Regions from separate parts of the Callithrix jacchus genome. Here region 1 is linked to region 2. Evidence: chromatin contacts called from public Hi-C data. All regions are on one chromosome and are shown on one strand. Each heading gives the region's core, a stretch centred on a gene start, on an enhancer-like site or on the middle of the called end of the contact. The rest is flanking DNA. Distances are from core to core; before and after follow the strand shown.

Region 1 (7,533 bases), core at 4,453-6,952, 110 kb before region 2:
TGGTGCCGTTGACTTTTGAGTAAGTGCAGAAAAATGAATGTCAAAACCTTATTTCCCTTTTCAGGGGTACCCAGACAAACTAAAGATTGGGTTTGAGCCTAGATGAGTATTAAAACCTTCAGCTCAGGCGTGGGTGGCTCAAGATGGGCCCTGTGGTGAGTGGAGGGCTGTGGGCAAAGGCATAGGGGCCTCGTCCTTCCACTATGTCGACAATGTCCCCTTGGCAGAGACCCTTCCCCTTACTGAGCTGTTTGTGTTGCTTAACAAGGAAGACTCAGTGTGCAGGAAGGAGAGGAAAACACACAAACAAAAACCAGGGAAGACAAGGGTTAACCCATTTAGTGTTTGGCAAATCAACAGCTTTCCAGTGTCTTAGATAAAAGCTAAGATCTATTCAGGAGAGCAGTCATTTCTTTTTTTCCCCCAACCCCCAAGTGGAACCAGCATTTCTATTATGAAGAAATCCATCTTGAAAGGATGACGTTAGAGGTAGGGGTCAGAAGTTGCACTTCTGACCTCCCTTCCCAGCCAAGGTTTCTCAGTCACACACCTGGAAGCGGACTGAGTTTGCTGAGGATGACCCTGCGGTGGGAAGGATTTACTATGGTAACTTAGTATTCTGCTTCCACTCACAACCTCTCCAAAAGAAGAACACATTTCTGTAGCATTTATTTTTTCAGAAGAATATTAGGAAGATTATATACCTACTGGATAGAATTCAAAAATTCAGTTACCCTAAAATTTCTAAATGTTTGTCTTTCTGTAGTAAATTTGAAAAATGTAAATACTTAGAGTATACTCAAAAGACTCTCATACTTTGAACCTTCTATACTAATTACTATCAAGACCGGGTCCTTTAGCAAAACATATGTTCCCTGTGAGGAGTCACTTTCAACTCCAGAGATGTAAAAAGGCAGACAGAGGACTTGGACTTGGTGTCAAACGCCTGGACCCACCCCTTTCCGCTTCAGGCTATAAAACCTCTGCAGTCTCCAAGCCCATCCAAACCTTAGCTGAGCCCCATGCACCTCTGTGCCCAACACACGGCTTAATCTCAAACAACACGAGCTGAGTGGGAGCAGCTGATTTTCCAGCCAGCACAGGGGACATAAGTCTCCCTCTGCTCTCCTTCCTAACAAGAGGGCACAAGGTCACTTCTGGCAACGTGGCAGGCTGATAGGGCCTTCAAGCCCAGCCTTGCTCAGGTCCATGGGAATGCCCACCCATAGGAAGCCCAATCTGGGGTGTGAGGCCTGCTTTAACCACTGGAATAAAGAGAATAAGCAACTGATCATTTAGTCGGATTGCTTTTCCTAGAGTGGTACAAAAATCCCCCAGATTTTTTTGAGTGTGCCTGTGTCTCAGGCGCTGGGAGCAATCAAAACATTCTTAAGCCCTCCAATGCTCTCAAGTTTGGTTCTAGACATAGGATTTACAGAGGGGAAGCAACAGAAAAGCAACATGGGCATGGATGAGTTGCTTCACAGAAACAGAAGAATTGAGATGGACTTTAAAGGATGAGCTGGATTCCCACCAGCAGAGAAATGGGAAAGTATTCTCAGCAAGGGCAGTAAGTGGTGTGGGAGAGGCCAGGGGGCACGGGAGCCTAGTCCAGCTACAGGGGATGAGAGATGTGGGGAGAGGAGGCAGAAATGTCAGCTATAGTAATCATCATAATAAGAAGTCATTACTTTTATCTGGTGCTCTCAGCACTTGACAGGTTAACCCACCGCAGGATTCTGAGCTGGAGAGACAGGACTAGCATGAAGACTACGCAGAGGCTCAAACTCCGAGCAGGGAGGTGCCCATGCCACACTCCGAGCCTCCTGTCCCCCTGCTGCTTGGTCAGAGGCCCAGGGGCCAGCCAAGAATGAGTCCTGATCACCCCGGCACAGAAGCATCCTACAGGGAAGGTATCCTCAATAATGACAGCCACCTTGGGAAAAAAGGGTATAGAAGTGGTTCCTTGTCTTAGATTTACTGGGAATTACAAAAGCATAAGGCAGTTTGGCAAATTCAGTAGCTTGGGACAAATTTCTTTTCTTTTTTTTTTTCAGATAGGATGTTGTTCTGTCACTCAGGCTGGAGTGCAGTGGTGCAATCTTGGCTCACTGCAACCTCCACCACCTGGGCTCAAGCAATTTTCCTGCTTTAGCCTCCTGAGTAGCTGGGATTACAGGTGCCACCACCACGTCTGGCTAATTTTTGGTAGAGACAGGGTTTTACCATGTTGGCCAGGCTGATCTCGAACTTCTGGCCTCACATGATCTGCCTGCCTCATCCTCCCAAAGTTCTGGAGTTACAGGCATGAGCCACCACGCCTGGACAAGACAAGTTTGTTTCTAATCGAGTCACAAATGCAGGGAGCAGAGAGTCTGTATCACCCCTGCATTTTTTTTTCCCTGAAGGAACAGGAGTCCTGGCTTTCCATGGCTCCCAGATGAGCTCAGGAAGGAACTGTCTGTCACCTGAGAGAGAACAGAAGGTGACCTACCTGTGCGAGAGGATGATCTTCTTCATGTTGTCGGCCATGAGGAAGTTGTAGAAGCGCCGGCACTGATCCCACTGCATGAAGGTTTCCTGGGCCCTGGAAGAACCACAGCGAGTGAGGGCGACTGCGGTGTGGGGGTGTGGGTGGGCAGCTGGGAGGGGGCTCTAGCCATGGGGCAAGGTGCTTGCGTGGAGAGAGCCAGCTCTCAGGCTGTGGCCTCTGCATTAAAACAGAGGCTCTAATGTGCAGAGCTCTAACATCTGTGGAGAAATCTATGGCGACACCAAGACAGCGCAGCAGAAGGGGATCCTGGGAAAGGCCCTCTTGAGCACCAGAGGCTTTGTTGGTGGCACTCCTGACACTCTCTTCTAGCACCTGGCCCTTCTCTCAGTCACTGAGCCTGCCAGGATCAAGTCTGCTTCAATTGTCAGGTGAACGCTTTCTGTATTTAGTGTCCTAACTGGCAGGCCAATTTTTTGGTTTACCGACAGGCACATGAAAGGGGAGAGTGGGTGTGGAGGGGAAACCTAAAAAAACTTCTGTCTTGCTGATCAAGCGGTAAAGGAAAATCATTAATTGGGATCTCCGCCAAGTAAAACTATCTTTTAATTAGGCTTATGCAATTGAAGAGGCAAGGAAACCGAAGTGCCAGGAGTTCCAGGCATGGCTGGTGGGCTGGTCCAGAAGCATGCCTGCCTACTGGGCTAGTGTGTGACTGGCACATGCCAGGTGGCTGTGAGGGCCACCCTCTAACTCTTATGTGGTGGCACTTGGCAGGTAATGTTATCCCTGTTTTCCAGAGCCCAGGTTCTGCAGCAGTCCACGGAGAGGGAGGAGGCAGCACCACCAGCCCTGTCCATGTGCTTCCCCAGCCAGATTTCCATGCCTACACAGTAGGTGAATGAACACCAGTTTTATTAGTTTATTTAACTATCTCCCATGCTGGACATGTGGATTATTTCTAACTTGGCACTGTAAGAGAGTAATCCTCTAGTGGGGCAAAACCAGGACCAGACCAGCCCCCAGAGAGAGAAAGGGGGCACGGTCCTAGGCAGGCTGGCCAAGCCCGGCCTTGAACAGTCAGGCCTCTGGGAAGAGGGACGGTGGAGCCTCTGTACCCAAAAGACCTAGCCAGAAGGTTCTGGGCTGGTAGCTGGTTGCCCTTCAGGGACAGAGCCAATCTGTAGAGAGGTCATCACCTCTACCTCGTTCAGCTTAAAAGCGTGAGCACAAAAAAACCATGTTTGTACCACACAAGAGGTGGGCCAAGAGTTTTTGGTACCTGCCAGGCTAGGCTTTGTTAGTTCCATTGGGGTGGAAGGATGGGACAGAAAGATGGACTTCAGACTAGGGTAGGGATGGCCACCTACCAAGCCCCTTTCTTTCTTAACAGAACCTTTCCCCTTTTACAGGATGTACATTCACAGGAATCAGTTAGAATCAAAGAGTATGAAAGAGTATGCATATGGTGCCTCGTTATTCTGATAAAAAATTAACAACAAAATAAACAAAAAGCCCTGAGGCACTAAGGGCAACCGTGGGGTCAGGTCGACATCACAGGCCAGTGGTGGGAAGCTGAGCTGTTTCCCAGGTTGAAGTTCTGTTCACAGAGTCTCACTTAAATGCTGCGGTTTTCCCCTCTTCGTTTGATTATGATTCAAAGTCATTGATGGCACAAAGTGACTGTATTTTACAGCTCTTCAACTATAAAAACAAACTTTAGGAAAGTCCCAGTCTCTGGGGGAACTTTACGAATGATAACATTTGCTTTTGTCATAAACTCATTTCTAGCCTGGAATTTGCCCATCAAAAGCAAAAGAGATAATACCCCCTATATTTGGCAGGAAAAGTGGTACCTGCCTCTGCCTGAGGTAAGAAGGCCTTGTTCAAAGAACTCTAGGATATTCAGGTGGCCAAGTCTTAGTGACCCAACACATTCACTTAGCCAGGAGTGTAAGTGCCTTTCAGGAGGTTTGACCCAACACGTTCACTTAGCCAGGAGGATAAGCGCCTTTCAGGAGATTCTAAACGCTTCTCTGATAATTCCTCTACATATTCACTTAGCCAGGAGCATAAGAGCCTTTGAGGAAGTTTGAAATGCTCCTCTGATAATTCCTCTACTGTCCTGTAAGGCAGTGGTCCTTGGGACTGGTTTTGTGGAAGATAGCTTCAGGATGATTCAAGCACATTATATTTATAGTGCACTTTTTCCCTATTATTATTATATTATAATACATAATGAAATAATTATACAACTCACTATAATGTAGAATCAGTGGGATCCCTGAGCTTATTTTCCTGCAACTAGACAGTCCCATCTGGGGGTGACGGGAGACAGTGACAGATCATCAGGTATTAGATTCCCATAAGGTGGGTGCAACCTTGATCCCTCACATGTGTGGTTCACAGTAAGGCTCACCCTCCTATGAGAATCCAATGCCACAGCTGATCTGACAGGAGGCGGAGCTCAGGCCATCATGTGAGCGACGGTAAGGGGCAGTAAATGCAGATGAAGCTTCACCCACTACTTCCCCACTGTGACCCGCCCACCACTCACCTCCTGCTGTGTAGCCCAGTTCCTAACAGCGGTTTGGGACCCTTGCTGTAAGAGGCTTCTGCCCCTGGTCTGAGCCCTGTGCTACCGTCCTCCTCACCCTCACCTCCTTCAGAAATCCCTCCTCACCCTCACCTTCTTCAGAAATCCCTCCTCACTGACCCCCCCGACTTGACTGAGGACCTCCTTGGTACCCATATGCCTAACGTGTAATATGTTAGTAACATGCATTTGTTGGTCTGTGGCTTTGTAGCTATCACTCTATTATCTTAAGTGCTGTGACATCCTCAGATACAGAGACTATCTTTTATACCCAACTGCAATAAAATGCTTTTTAGTTTTATTATTGGTCAATTCTGCAATGTAGGATTGTTAAGGGCTTTCTTGGGAAAGAAGAATTTATTTTACCTGAAACCAGACCAAAAATGCTTCCCTCCCCATTTTCTTTAAGCTCCACGAGGGAGGGAATTTAGTCTGCCTTGTGCAGGGCTGTGTCCCCATTACCTAGGAAGATGTCTGACCACACAGAGTCCCCGGGCGGGTTGGCAGCTGTTTCTGCGGAGGGACAGGTTAAAGCCTGCTGGATGCCAGGTGATTTCAGGGCATTTGTGTTCCTCCTTCAGTGGTTCAGCACACGGTAAAAGGTGAGCTAGTTTAGCAGCAGCTAGACTTTGCTAACTACAGCAAGCAGGTAGCTGGCTTCTCTTTGCACCTTCAGTGGGCTCTGGCTGGATGGGAGATGAACTACAGGAGGAGAAGCCAGAGGGAGGGGATTACTGAGGAAGCAGGACTCCAGGCTCAGCTAGGAGAGATTTACCAGACGCATGAACTCTCGTGTGGCCCCTGCAGAGGCAGACAGGCCTCCCAGCTCCACCTCGGTGTGATGGGAATCACTTATGCAGCCGCCACCATCCCAGTGCCGAAAGGCTCACCGCCCTCAAGCCTTGGCAGGAAAAAAAAAGTTATGCTGGTTTAAAGTAAGGGACTGTGTTCCATCTGTTCCATAGACCTGGTTTAAATGCTGAGGGCACCTGAGCCTTGCACTGGCACACACAGGCCAGCGGTGTCTCTCTGACCTGCTGCCAGTTCCCATATGCAGGGCCACACGATCAGCCTAGAGGTTAGTTCTCTGTGCTCCAGAGAATAAAGTTGCAACTTGCTCCTCATTGCGGGAGGTTGGTGAGCCAATAGTTATGTGTATGAAGCCCTCTGAGGTCTCAGGGAAGAGGCTATGTAGGCTACGCCTGCGAAATGTAAAGCACCTCACAGATTTTAGTTTCTTAGCTTCTTGAGCCGTCTTTACCTTAGTTCAAACACTTTAGTTTGCAGTGTCAATCGTGTGCTCTTGCTGACAGCAGAGGGCGCTATCGTAGCAAAATGAGATGAAGCGATTGTCATTTCAGATTTTGTGCATTGAAAAAGGAAAAGAAAACAAACGTCCAAGCTCCCTTGGATCCTGGGGTAGGCCCTTGCTCATGTCTTTCTTATCCAAGTAACTGGGCCCGATAGGATTTTGGTTACTTCTGGTTACACATGGCTATGAACTGGGAGTTGGATATTTCTAGTCACACCAAGATAAAGGCACATGTCCTCTCAGCTGACTCCCCAGTGTCCAGAGGAGTGAAGGAAAAGATTCCTGGTAGGAAGATCAGGGACTAGGCTGGTCCTGGAACACGAGAGCTGGTGAGACCACTGAGGTCACTAATCCCAGGGACTGCTAAACATCAAAAGTCACCTATGAAATGTGTCCAAAATGTAGATTTCTGGGGTTCCAGTCCTCCAACTTCATGAATCAAAATTTTCAAGGGTGGGGCCCAAGAAACAGAATTTCTTTCTAACACGATCTTCCAGGTGATTCCTTCTGAAGTGAGGCAGTCACTAGTTCATGGGATCCATCTTTGTGATCTGCAGATCTAACCCACCTCCTTCATTTTACAGCGAATGATGATGATGACAATAATGGAAATGAAGAGTGGCTTATGTTCTGTGTGCTGGGCACCGTTCTAAGCACTTCATAGGTATCAACTCGTTGGACTCTCAGTGATGCTATGAGGTAGGTACCCCTTATTATCATCAAGCCCATATTGCTGGCAAGGAAAACCGGAACCCAGACCTTGGCTCTGGGACTCAGGAAGGGTTTCATCAGAGATGTTTCTGTCTATTGTGGGTACATTTAGATCATCTTTTTTGGCCAGCTTTAAGCCTCCTCATAGGGAGAGGCTGAATCCTGGGCCCACATGTGCCTTTTGGGTATACTGGCTTTAAGATCCAGTAATATGTATTTTTAGAAATAATATAGATAGCCTCTATCTATCGGAAAACAACAAGGTATGTTTAAACTGCAGCATGAGATGTACAGGTGAGGCAAAAAGGAAAGATTCTTTGAATAACGATAATAACTGTTTAGCATTAGACTGGGGATCAATAGGGAGGTGTTTTTAAACTTTCTTGTGTTTAAAATTTAATTTTAGAATTTTTTCAGAAGATT
Region 2 (7,496 bases), core at 1,080-3,579:
CGCCTCTGTACCCCAGTTCTGATAGCTGACCACGGGGCTGGTAGTGCCTCCCTTGGGATGCTGGCCCTGGCCAACAGGCACCTGGCTGTACACGATGGATGGTGCTTTCCCGCCATGGGCACGAGTACACCCAAGGCACAGCTCAGGGGCCACACTGGCTAGACTGGTCAGACCTGCTCCTTCACAGGCCATCTCTTACCTACCCTGAACAGGGCAGGTCTGCAGGACACCGCTGTCATGTTTGAGGGAGCCGTTGGCCATCCACTTAACTGGTCAATGGTTCCCCCCCCACCCAATAGCTTCCTTGAGATTAAATGGATGACTTGTATGAATTTTCTTTTTTTTTTAGACTAGGTCTCACTCTGTTGTCATGGTTGGAGTGCAGTGGTGCGCTCTTGGCTCCCTGCACCCTTGACCTCCTGGGTTCAAGTGATCCTCCTGCTCAGCCCGGCAAAGTGCCCGGCTAATATGTAAATTTTAAGTGCACAATTCAGTGGCTTCTAGTTTATTCAGAGTTGTGCATGCCTCACCACAATTGATTTTAAAACGTTTTTATCATCCTAAAATGAAACCCTGTGGCTGCCAGTCTGCCTGCTGTGTCCATGGCTGTGCCTGCTCTGGACATCTGGTGTAAACAGAAGGATGACAATGTGGCCTCTGAGCCAGCACAGCAGTTTTGTAGCAGGTCTGGGGACTCCATTTCTTGTTAGGGCTGAATTGGGCCATAGCCCTTTAGCTCATGTCATCCTGAAGCTGGTGGGGGATCACTGGGCCTCTGGCTGCTGCACCAGGGAAGGGGGACTCCTGGCCTCAGGGCAGGCTAAGCTGGGGCTCTAGGCATTGGGGTGCCCAGCAGGTATTGTGCTCCCACTGCGGTGGGTGGAGCTGGCTCCACTCACCCTGCCTTTGGGGCTGCTTCTCCCCAGACCATGCCCTGGTGGCTGGGGCCCAGCACGTGGTGACTTTTGATGGCCAGGTGTGGAACCTCAGCGTCCAGTGCAGCAGCATCCTCCTGGCCCAAGACTTCGCTCACAACACATTCTCACTGATGCTGAGTCAGACAGGCTTGGGGCTCATGGCCCTGACCGTGGAGCTGAACCATGTGACCTTCATCTTCTACTCCAGCCTGCAGGTGAGGAGGAGAGGCCCGAGCTTCCCCTGGAGACCTGTGCCTGCGGCAGGTTGCCTGGGGGATGGCACTCTCAAGCTTGTCCCCTGGCTGTGGGTCAGCCCTCCTGCCCACTGGCCTACAGGCTGTACAGCTCCTCCCTGCCAGGGGATAGCTGTTCAGACCTCCAGCTGCCTTTTGCCATGAAAAGGAGAGATGTCCCCAGGATTGATCTGGCCAGTGAGGATGGGGTCTCAATCTCCTGTGATGTGCCCACTGGTCTCTGCAGCCTGACTGTGCACCTCTGGCACCACGGTAAGTCTGGGCCCTGGCGGAGTTGGCCCCACCACCAAGAGCCTCTTCGGGATGCACCATTCTCAGCTTCCAGTGCAACAGGTCCCCGAGCTGTAGGTGGCCACTGTGGTTGAGAAGATGGCACTGAGGCCCAGGGCTTTCTGCCCCCATTCCTTGGATATGTGGCTCCAAGGTGGAGTTGGCCTTTCTGTGGTCCCTCTGCCAAGGAACACAAAGGGTAGGCCTGGATTCTGGCCACTCGGGCTGAGGATGTGGAGACGGGATGGGGGGAACACACGCTGTCCTCAGTCCCTGTGCTTTCTCTCCTCCTGCTGATGAGGGTTTGGAGCCAGAGCTCTAGGAGTCTGGGGTAGAGGGATTCTACCAATCCTCCGTGTGCCTGAGGCTCATCTCATACAGGACCCCTGAGGGAGGATCATGGGCTCTCAGGACCTCCTCAGCTTCCTTCCTCCCCACAGGCATATCCGCTGGCCTTCTGGACACCAACGACAATGAAGCAGGCACTGATCTGATGTTACTGGATGGCTCTGGCCCAAAGCCTGGAGGAGCTCAGCCTGGCCTGGCAGGTGAGCAGGTGCACCTGCCCTTCCTCCCTCTGGCTGAGGCTCTTGAGGGCTGCTCCCTGCAGAGTCCCAGGAAAGGCAGGTGGCCTGCTGGCTCTGCAGAGGCCTTTGCAGACCCAGCACTGGGGGGAGTCTCCTGCTGAGGCTGATGTATGTGGGGAAGCCACATGGTCCAGCGGGAGGCCTGAATCTTGTGTCTGTCCCACCAGGTGGATGGTGTCTGCAGGGCCACCGAGAAGACTCAGCTGACCTGCGCAGGACAGAGCCCCACCTGCCGGGCCTACTTCCAGGACCCCCGTCCAGCTTGGGGAATGCCTTCCAGGTGGTGAGTGTGAGCCTGGGCCCTGGGGCACAGCAAGCCCTTTCCCCAGTCTACCCTGGGGAGTGGCATGGAGCAGAGGCCTAGGCTAGAGACAGTGACTGGATGGCCCTGATTTCAGGTGGAGCCTGCACCATTCCTTAGCCTGTGTGCGCAGAACCCCTGGGGCACCCGGGAGCTCCAGCCTGCCTGCACTCTGGCAGCCATTTACCTCCACCTCTGTGCCTGTAGCTTCATGTCCCTGGCCCTCCTCCACAGTGCTGTAAGCTGCCCCAGCCGGCTGGCACTCTGCCCCCTGGCTGGCATTTGCCTTCCAGCTGGAGGGAAAACCCGTTTCTCTCTCTCTTGTCAGGGAGAACAAATAATTGTCATTCAAGGAGCTAAGAGTCAAAACAAATCATTTAAGGCCTGATACAGCTTGGATGTGTGTCCCCTCCAAATCTCACGTTTATTAGAGGGTATACATCCCTCATGGATGGCTTAGCATCCTGCGTTTGGTGAAGCGTGAGTTCTTGCTCTATTAGTTCACCTGAGAGCAGTTTGTTTATAAAGAGCCTGGCCCTTCCTCTCTCTCTTTGCACCCACTCCCATTTCTGCCATGATCGTAAGCTTCCCGAGGCCTTGCCAGAAGCCAAGCAGATGCTGGAGCTGTGCTTATACAGCCTGCAGAACTGTGAGTCAATTATCTCTCTTATTTATGATCTACCCAGGCTGGAGTGTAGTGGCACAATCTCACCTCACTGCAACTTCTACCTCCCAGGATCAAGCAATGCTCCTGCCTCAGCCTCCCAAAAATACAGGCAGGTATTTTTGTAGAGATGGTGTTTTTCTATGTTGGCCGGGCTGGTCATGAATTCCTGACCTCTGGTGATCCACCTGCTTCCGCCTCCCAAAGTGCTGGATGACAGGCGTGAGCCACCGCGCCCAGCCTCACTAGGGATTTGAATGTCCACTATCGTTTAGAAAAATGCTCAGCCCCCATTTTCCCTCTGCTCTCATACTGCAAAAATCATCATCAATACAGAAGATGACTTCTGTGAGCAAACGTGTGGGGGTTTGTCCCCACTACCAGGGCGGACCTCTAATTCAGTTCTAACACTAGCTACCTTGAGATTCTTCAGCCAGTGAAGCCCCACTAAAAGGGTATAGAGGTCAGTATCAACAAGAGGAGTGGACCGCCAAGAGCTACAGATGCCAGAATTAGTGGCTGCCATTCACAGACATTTAAAACTTCATCAATTGGAAAATACGACAAAGGGAGGATGAAATGAGATGATCCAACATGTCTCAAAGAAATTCCAGGTCAGGTGTGGTGGCTCATCCCTGTAATCCCAGCATGTGGGAGGCCAAGGTGAGTGGATCACCTAAGGTCAGGAGTTTGAGACCAATCTGGACAACATGGTGAAAACCCATCTCTACTAAAAATACAAAAATCAGCCAGGAGTGGTGGTGTGTGCCTTTTTTTTTTTTTTTTTTTTTTTTTTTTGGTTAGAACAACTCAGCAAAATAAAATTCCTGTTTATTGTTGGACAACATTGTTTCACACATACATCAAACAGGTCAAAAAAAAATAAACAGCAACTTCATAGACAAAAAAGGAAAAAAAGAAAACCTTTTAATCTTTGGCCTTTTAACCATCTCATACAAACCAACTACGTATAGTCCAGCTAAGTACATTCCAGTACACAACCAAGGTACTGGAATGCTCGAAATACGATTGTTTTTCTGTTGTCTTTTTCGCTTTTTTTTACAAGGTTTTTTTCTCCTTTGAGATTATAATGAACATGGTCACACCACAAGTAAAGTCGGAAGTAGGACAGAGAACGCTCGGAAGGCTGGTTTGGTCATCCGAGATCATTAAAAATGGCTGACCCTAACAATATGTACAAAAATATAAAATGTAAATAAAAAATACAAACAAATTTCCTTTTTAAAGTACTTTTAAGAAAAAAAGCAGGACCTTGGAAGTTTTGGTTCTTTTTTCCTCCCCTGTTGCAAATTTTCATGGTTTGGGTTGGGTAGTGGAGAGCGCATCGTTCGTCTGCAGGTGGCACTGCCCGCGTTGGGCGGGCGGGCTGGCCTCTCTACTTGAAGGTGACCTCGTTTAGATTCTGAGAAGGGAAGTGGAGGGTGAATAGGTCATGGCGGCCTTTTTTTGTTTGTTTGTTTTTTAGTTTAACTTTTCCTTTTTTGCTGTCTAATCCTCATTGACATCATCATCCTCATTATCTTCAGCTGCCTACTTGCCCGTAGCAGACTCAGCTTCCTCATCTTCATCTCCATCCTCCTCCTCACCATCACCTTCTTCCTCCTCCTCTTCCTCCCCACCTTCTTCCTCTTCTTCATCTACCTTGTTGTCAGCCTCCTGCTCCCCATTTTCCTCATTCGCATTCCCATTAGCAGGGGCGTCTCTTCCATTTTCCGCCTCTTCCACAACTTCCTTCTTCTCCTTCAAGTCCTTGGTGGCGATTTCAGAGCTGGTGTCTACCGCTGCGTCTGACATGGTGGGGCCCGCCGGTGATCCGATGCGGGGGATTAAAAAAGCGAGATTTCAAGGACTCTGGCGATAAAGCTGCCAGAGTCTGCAACGGCGAAGGAGACGCGCGGCTGCGGCGAACAAGGAGTGGGACGAGGAACAATGCAAAGATGGCTTTTCAGAGCAGCCAGTCGGTGTGTGCCTTTAATCCCAGCTCCTCAGGAGGCTGAGGCCAGAGAAATGCTTGAACCCAGAAGGTGGAGGTGGCAATGAGCCAAGATCTTGCCACTGCACTCCAGCCTGGTGACAGAGTGAGAGTCTGCCTCAAAAAAAAAAAAAAAAAAAAAAAATCCAGAATGAAAACAGACAGGACCCAGGACCCTTTAGAGTCAGGAGGCACAATCCCCAATACAGTAAATCCATCCGTACCTAGACCCATCCAAACACAATTGCAGAAAAGACAAAAGGTCCTAAAAGCTACTGAGGAGGGTGGAAAGAAGGAAGAACATGTTGACAATTACTTTCCCACCAGCAGCAACAGAAGACAGTGAAGTAAGAGAAAGTAGGCATGAGGCTAGAGTTTCTATCCAGCTCAACTATTACTTAATGAAGTAGCCTCTCAGCACTGATCTGTCTAGAGATCTCGTTACCACAAATGGACACTTACTCAAGGGACACATTCACATGTTTATTTACATACTGTCTGTGTCTGCTTTCCTGCTACAGGGGCAGAGTATCTGCAAGGGAGACCACATTTTTGCTTTCTGAAAGACGCAGTTAGGAGGATGGAAAGATAAGCTACAGATTGGGAAAAATGTTTACAAACCACCTAGCAGACCAAGGACTCATCTCTAGAATACATAAAGAAGGCAAAGCTCAAAAGTAGGTCACACTTTTATTCCTAGCACTTTGGGAGGCTGAGGTGAGATGGCTTGAACCCGGGAGGGCAAGGCTGCAGTGAGGCATGACTACACTCCTGGCTGCATGACAGAGTGAGAGCTTGTCTCTCAAAACAAAACCTCCAAAGTAAAAAATGGGAAATAAACACATCAAGAATGTTTGCACCCCCAGCCATAGAGAAACAAGGTAGTGCTGCACACCTGAGCTCCAGTGAGTTCTGGCATGGGTTGGTGAGTTGCAGGGACTCTGCGGCATAGAGCATTAGTTGAACAGCCAAATGGCCAGGTTGTGATTTCAGCATCCACTGATGAGCGCACTATAAAAAGCACTGTTCTAGTACCAAAAAGGTGGTGGCTGCTGAGAATAAAGCTAGGGTTAGAGGCAGGAACCAAGAGAGGAATAGAGGGAGGGAGGGAGAGAAAGAAAAGAAAAGAGAAAAGAAAGGAAGAGAAAAGAAATGAGAAAAACATATACACCTTGTGGCCAGGGAATTCCACGGTTATGGATTTACTCTGCAGAGAGAATGGTGTTCACCACGGAATAATTGTAACAGGAAACCTGGGAAAAACTCAAGAGTACTTCATCATGAAACTGGCTGAATACATTCCATTCCATGGACTATTACATGGTCATTCACACTACATGGGTGACGCTGATTTTTTTAGGTGGCTGTATTAACTCCACATGCTGATTGTGTGCATAGATTATCTCAGAAAGGAATCACCAAACAAACCCTAACAGCGGTTGGCTTTGAGGAGGGGTGGGAGAGCGGCTTTGAGGCTGCACCAACACCAACCAATAAAACTTTTTGCAATGAGGAACATATTTCCGGGCCATCTGCAGCTGTGGAGAACCTGAAATGCGGCAGCCAAATAACCAATAGTTTTTGAACTTTGACTCATTTAAATGCATGGCCTATTATTTTTAGTTGTAGAACTTAGAACTTAACAGAATAGTATTTAGATTGTATTACTCTAAATGAAATCTACCATAGAATTTAAATTGTACCACTGAATGCTGATATATAAAAAGATTGCCAAGGTGTGTGTGTGTGTGTGTGTGTTCGTGCGCCCGGGCATATATGTATGTATATTTCTTTTTTTTTTTTTGAGTTAGAGTCTCGCTCTGCCACCCAGTCTGGAGTGCAGTAGTATGAATTTGGCTCACTGCAACTTCTGCCTCCAGGGTTCCAGTGGTTCTCCTGCCTAAGCTTCCCGAGTCACTGATATTACAGGTACACACAACCACCTTCAGCTCATTTTTGTATTTTCAGTAGAAAAGGCGTTACACCATGTTGGCCAGGCTGATCTTGAACTCCTGACCTCAAGCGATCCACCTGCCTCAGCCTCCCAAAGTGCTGAGGATAACAGGCATGAGCCAGCATGCCCAGCAGCAAAGGTGTGTTTTTGAGTAAAATGAACAACGAACAAACAAAAAATAGGGAACAGCTGGGGGTGGTGGCTCTATTCCTATAATCCTAGCACTTTGGGAGGCTGAGGTGGGAAGATTGCTGGAGCCCAGGAGGTCGAGGCTGCAGTGAGCCATGACTGCACCACTGCCCTCCAGCTTGAGTAATGCAGCAAGATCTTGACTCAAGAAAAATGAAAATTAAAAAACCAAAACCTAAGCATGATGATTGGGTTTTCAGGCTGTTTTATGATATGTGCCTTCCTCAAAACTTGTGATGGTATCATCACATCACCCATCTGATGCAAAAAATAAATAAATAAAACCCAGAAATTCAAACTAAAAATATTTGTAAATCTATAGCGTTATGCATTGTCCTGTGTCTCCCTGAAAGACGCTGAAGCCCTA

What was found. Hi-C and Micro-C count contacts between places; a contact is called where the count stands out from the background.
Region 1: a Hi-C map of induced pluripotent stem cells shows a contact between it and region 2, with 3 times the contacts expected there. The contact joins two enhancer-like sites. A contact is called at or near these places in 3 of 3 Hi-C or Micro-C datasets (induced pluripotent stem cells and skeletal muscle).

Annotation. Positions count from the first base shown.
Region 1 is chr6:18,371,895-18,379,427 of calJac240_pri, reverse strand. It overlaps ABHD2 (abhydrolase domain containing 2, acylglycerol lipase), which reads right to left. Exons shown (of 11, transcript XM_078326736.1): 7 at 2,495-2,587. Among named protein-coding and RNA genes, the nearest start is that of FANCI, 12 kb to the left of the region's middle. Within about 2 kb of position 5,702, at least 2 of the 16 cell types and tissues checked have an H3K27ac peak or open chromatin away from gene starts, as enhancers often do.
Region 2 is chr6:18,254,039-18,261,534 of calJac240_pri, reverse strand. It overlaps the pseudogene LOC118155188 and the pseudogene LOC100409132. Among named protein-coding and RNA genes, the nearest start is that of ABHD2, 16 kb to the left of the region's middle. Within about 2 kb of position 2,329, at least 3 of the 16 cell types and tissues checked have an H3K27ac peak or open chromatin away from gene starts, as enhancers often do.